Linked DNA regions of Capra hircus: region 2 is linked to region 1. A link is a contact called in public Hi-C data. All regions are on one chromosome and are shown on one strand. The core of a region is the stretch at or near the end of the contact, and the rest is flanking DNA. Distances in the headings are between cores, read along the strand shown. Region 1 has its middle 11 kb from the start of CYTH4. Region 2 holds the start of ELFN2 (protein phosphatase 1 regulatory subunit 29).

The links. A called contact is a pair of places that touch in the nucleus more often than the background predicts.
Region 2: a Hi-C map of blood shows a contact between it and region 1, with 4 times the contacts expected there. The contact joins the promoter of ELFN2 here to the enhancer-like site in region 1. A contact is called at or near these places in 3 of 5 Hi-C or Micro-C datasets (all in blood).

What each region holds. Positions count from the first base shown.
Region 1 is chr5:74,363,714-74,366,464 of ARS1.2, reverse strand. No RefSeq gene overlaps it. Among named protein-coding and RNA genes, the nearest start is that of CYTH4, 11 kb to the left of the region's middle. Within about 2 kb of position 1,379, at least 1 of the 5 cell types and tissues checked has an H3K27ac peak or open chromatin away from gene starts, as enhancers often do.
Region 2 is chr5:74,516,954-74,519,704 of ARS1.2, reverse strand. ELFN2 (protein phosphatase 1 regulatory subunit 29) reads left to right here and starts at 1,343. Exons shown (of 3, transcript XM_018048309.1): 1 at 1,343-1,504.

The DNA of each region.
Region 1 (2,751 bases), core at 130-2,629:
GTTTTCCAGCTCAGCAAAGGGCAACACTGCTTCCCTGCTCCCACCTCACCCCCAGTCACTCAGGTGGGATCCCAAGTGTCAATTTTGACCCCTTCTCTTCCCTCCTCCCTGCCTGGACAATCAATGTTCCCTAGAGCCTGGTGTCTGGAACGACTCTCAGAGCCATGGACTCCCTATTCAGGAGCCCTGCCTCCTTGCTGCCACCTCCCTATTCAGGCCATCATTGTCCTTCCTCTTGTGACAGGCCAAGTAGGTCCTTTGGCCTCAAGCCTTGCCCCACCCTTACCCTGACCCTTTGCCCTCATAGTACTCAGACTAATTTTTCTAAGACATAAATCTGGTCACGCCACTCTTCTGCCTAAGAACCTTTAGTTGGCTCCCTTTTGCCTTCAGGACAATAATATTTGTTTTCATTGCTGGATCATAAACTCTAAGGGGCTGGTTCTAACACATTAGCCTGAGGAACATGGTGATGTTAAGTATTTGTCGAACGAATAAATGGCTGGGGTGGGTGTCAGGGTTTGACGAAATCTGTTCTCAGGACTTTTTGATCCCCGACCTTCTATGTTTTACAACTGCAAAGTCCCTTCTAACCAAAAGGCAGGTGGCTAGCCGGCACCTCTTCTCCATCTGCTAACCGTGGTTTCAGAGATGGCAATGCTCCCAGTGGGGCCCTGGGATGAAATGAGAGCCATTATTTCTCTCTGAGGTTGGTCATCCCCACGTGATCATGGCAGCTCTGGTAACCAGAACCTTCAGTTATCAGGAAGCCAGGCCCCTAGGCCAGGCTGGGCCATAGGACTCATGTCCAGGGATGGTGATATAAATCAGTTTGTGATGGCAACGGGCCTGCAATCCTGAAATCCCCTCAATCCTGAAATCTGCTCAAAGGCCGCTTATGGTTATGGAGGAAAAAATGGTGGCGGGGCTTTTTATTCTTTATCTCCTGTCCGATTGCCTTGGTTGCCCCTCAGACTCTGCTGTTCGGGTCACCAGGCTGTTGGGAGTGCTGAGAGGAGGCCCCAATTGGTTTCTTCAAGTGACCCCAGGCCCACAGGGCCCTGAGATGGTCCTGGGACAGATGAGGCATGTGAATTGGCTAAAGTCGTCACTGAGTAGGGATGGACAAAGACTTCTGACCCCCACCTGCTAGAACTTTCTCTCTGGGCCCGGGTCTGCAGGCCAGGACAAGGGGCCTCACGGCTGGGGGTCACTCTGGGCAGGGGGTGGAAGGCATGGGATGATACCAGGCAGTCAAGCTTCCCCTGCTTCCTCCGTCCCCCTTGGCTGTGTGACAGGAACTAAAGGCCTTAGTCACATCAGCCTCAGTCTCCAGCTCTATAGAATGGGCTCGTTTGCCCACCCAAGACCAACCCAGAGTGCGCTCTTTGAGGCTCAAGGGCTCTGGGCTCCCAGTAAGTGGTCGGAGCCTGGCAGACACGGCCAGGTCCCCACCAGCTGTGGCCCACTTTCCCTTCCTGGGCCTCTTTTTCCTTCTCTCTAAAACCTGGGATCATGTCAGCACCTCCCACGAGGGAAGGTGTGAGGAATTTCATGAAAGAATCCACAAAAAGCAGCCAACACCCAGTCATGGGGAACCCAGGAGTTTCTGACCACCCTCTTCCCTTCCCTCTACCTTGGGTTCCTCTGAGACCAAAACCAGCCCACGGGCTCCACCCTGTGGTGACTGAGGGGATACCACTCAGAGAAGCCATGGCCTGGAGCTCCTCTGAGGGGTCTGTGTGGGGGTCAGGGTTGGGCGCTGGGAATAACGTGGCAGCGGTGGCCCAAACCTGCCTTCTTTTTCATTCTCCATCACTTCCCTTCCTGACTCTCCATGCTGGCTCAGGGTGGGGATGGGGGTGGTGGTGAAATGATGTCTTGGGGGAGATGGGTGAGGGGTAAGGAGGTTCTGGAGTGGTAGGTAAGGTCAGGACCAAGGGAGGCAGATGAGGTCATACAACTGCTGGATGAGATTTAATCTTTATTTCAAAGGTAAAAAATTAACATTACTTTGATATTTTGTTCACCATGACTTTTTGGCACCTGATTTCCAAAGCTATCACCTAAAGGTTAATTTATCTTGATCAGTGACTTTGGCTTCCCTTTAGCACCAGAGATGACTGCCTCAAAGTGTCTCACCCTAGTCCAGCCCCTTTTGGGGGGTAGTGGGGGTAAGTTGGGGGAGGCTGGACTTCAGCGGGAAAAGCCTCACAGGCGGCCTCTTGACTCCATCCAGTGACTGGCCCACCCTCCCGGTCTCCGTCCATCATCCACCATCCTTTCTTTCCTCCATCCCCTCACCATCTGTCCATCTGCCAGGGTGGTTGAGAACCTGCATTCTCCATTTAGATGGGCTACATTTGCTTCCTGGCTTCCCATCCTGGGTGACCTATGTGTCCACTCAGCATCTACAGGTCCCATTTGACAGAGTTTTACATTTAAAAATCATTCCTGTAATGCTTGAATACATTGTTAAACAATCCATTGATCCTTGATGTTCACAAACATTCAGTGAAATAGTCATGATTATCCTCATTTTACAGATGAGGAACTGAGGTCCCCAGGGTGAAGTGTATTGTCCAGGGTCCCAGGGTCTGTGAGCGGTAGGGATGTGAGATCCCACAACAGCCACATCTGTCTTTTCATGTCACTGCCTCTGCTCAAGACAGAGTGAGGTCCAGCCGTGCCCTGGACAGCCAGTCAGATAGGGCAGCCCACCCTCTGATGGTTCTACGGGCAGGTGATGAG
Region 2 (2,751 bases), core at 94-2,593, 150 kb before region 1:
AAACTCCGAGGAGTTCCTCGCACACACCAGGTGGTCTCACGCCTCTGTGCCCTTGCACATGATGTTCCCACAGTCTGAGACACCCTCCTCCACCTTCTTCAGTTGACCAGCTCCTACTCATCCGTTGATTTAGCTCAGGCAATGGCTTTTTCCAGAGAGTCTCTTCCATTCCTGGCCCAGATGAGATGCTTCTTCTGGGAGTTCCTGCAGCCCATTTTGCTGTGCACGACTTGAGGACTGGCACTGGCTCAAGCGGCCCCATAAAAGTGATTGAGACGCCTAAGGCCTGTCCCGAGCAGAGCTTCAGCCAGTAGGTGTGCCGGCCCAGGGGCCAAGGAGGGGCCTGTTTCTTTCTGCACGGGAAGGACATAAGCCAAATCTTCTCACTGGATGCTTGTGTACCAAGTGTGTGTGTGTGTGTGTGTAGGGTGGGGGGTTATAGGGCCCGCATGCCAGAGCTTCTTCCTGCATCTCCTCCCTCTGTGTTTATGTGGGGGACAGTGGCTAGGGAGAGGCTAGGGCTCCAAGGCCTTAGGAAGCATCTCTGGGCTGCAGCAGAGCCCAGTGCGCCCCTGGCCATACTTCGCGAGGGCTGGGGAAAGGTAGTGAGCACTGCCTAGAGTCCTGGTCCAAGGACAGAGAGACCTGGAATCTAGTAGTACTGTCTCTGCTACCAAGCTGGCTTCTGACCTTGGGGGATTCCCTGCGCTCCGCAAGCCTCAGTTGTCTTGCCTGTAAAATGGGAACGCACCAGCCACACTCCTCCAGTTGCCAGGGGTTGAACACAGGACTGGCGATCGGGGAGCGGGCTGCTGGGGATGGGGTGTGGGGAGCGGGGGAGGGGGGGTTCCACTGCTGGGGACGGGAAGTCCAGGGGCTGCAGGCGTCTTCGGGCGGGCGCTGGGGGGCGCCGCGCACCTAGGGCGGCTCGCCCCTCCGTAAGTTTGCCTCCAGCTGTTGAATGCGCCCGGGGCGGCGGTGGGACCGGGTTCCCGCAGGGTCAGGGGGCCGGGGGCCAGGGCGTGCTCGGGACTTAGTCGTCTGCGGGGCCTCGGCTGGCAGCGGCGGAGCCCGGCGCGGCCCCGGCCCGGCGGGCGTGTGTCTGTGAGCGTGCGTGTGTCCGCGGCGGCATCGAGCCTGGAGAGGGGGCGGGAGGGGTCTCGCTGCGGCGAGGCCTGCGGAGGGCGCGGGCGCGGGCGCGGGTGGCGAGGGCGGCGGACAGCCTGCGGCCGCGGCCCCTGACGCACGCTGCGCTCCAGCCCCCTCCCGGGCGCGGGCCCCGGCGGGGCAGAGGCGCGAGGCGGGCGGCGGGGTCTGCGCGCACCCGGCGGCGGCTCGCAGACACACCGGCCGCGCCACAGACACACGCCACGCACCGAGCCCGCCGGGCGCCGAGCGCATCGCCCCGCGCCCGCACTCGCACTCACACTCACACTCGTGCGCAGGCCCCGCAGCCGCCGCGATCGGAGGCGGTGCTCGGCCTGGAGCCCGGCAGGGGCCGGAGGTGAGTGAATTCCTTCGGATCTGAGAGCCCGCGGCCGGCCCAGACGGTGGGAGTGGGCGCTGGGACCGGAGGACACCCGCTCCGCCATGGGGGTGGGGCTTGGAGGAGAACTCAGCCGGGGGAGGTTGAGACGGGGAAAGCCACCCCCGGCGCCTCCTGGGTCGGGGGATCCCCGTGAGACGGCCCCCCACCCCTCCTCCGGGAGGACCACCCTGTGCAGGCCTGGGGGTGGTGGACGGAGGCGGGGTGGGAGGACAAGGAGGACGGTCGGTGAGGTGAGCAGTTTCGGGGGGTGGTGCAGAGGTTTGATGGTGGACGGTCGTGCCAACCAGTACAACAGCGCGCCTCTCTGCCCCCATCTTTGCGATTCGGGGGCCCTCACACCCCTCTTTCAGGGAGTGGTGCGGGGGTCAAGGAATTCATCTTCTAGCTGGTAAGGGGGAGTTGATTGGTGCGGGATGACAGCTGAGGTGGGGGGGTGGGAGCTAGGGTGGGGCTTTACTCCCCTTCCCCGAAGGAGGACAACGGTTTGGTAAGAGGACCAAAATTGGGGAGTGGGGGCTTCCAGGAGGTGGGGACCTTTGCGAAGGCTTTACCCCTTCCTCTGATGGCGCTGGTGTGGGGCAAGCAGGGAGGCAGCAGAAATCGGCAGACTGCAGCTCTGGCAGGGCCAGGGCCAATGCTGGTGTGTGTGTGTGTGTGTGTGTGTGTCTTCCAACAACTGGCAGAAGAGGGGGGCAAGGGGTGGGTGTGTTGGTTGGTAAGATGATGTGTGCACGTGGGGAAGGATGTGTGTTCTGTGTGCGCACACAAGGCTGTGTGCAGGGATGGACTCCGCTCTGTCTGCACACACACACACACACACACAGGCGCCTGCGCGCACACGCACACACACACACACACACTCTCTCTCTTTCTCTCTGTCTGTGGTCTAGCAGAATATTTGGAGGGGAGAAGGCTGTGTGTTTTTCTATGTGTGCACTGGGGGAGCTTGTGTCCAGGACAGAGATGGCCAGATTGTGGTGTGTCAGGTGTGCCCAAGAAGGGAGATGACTGGGATGGTGGTGCTGACCCTCCCTGGGTTCAGCTCCTGAGGAACGTGGAGGAACGTGGTACGTGGTACTTGAAGGCACTTTCTGCAGCTCTGGGCTCCCTGCTGTGTCCCTTCCACCTGGACCCCTCCCACCCAAGTGCCTGCCTTTGGAGGGCGCTTGGATCCCCTTGCCGAGACACAGGTGTTGGACTGG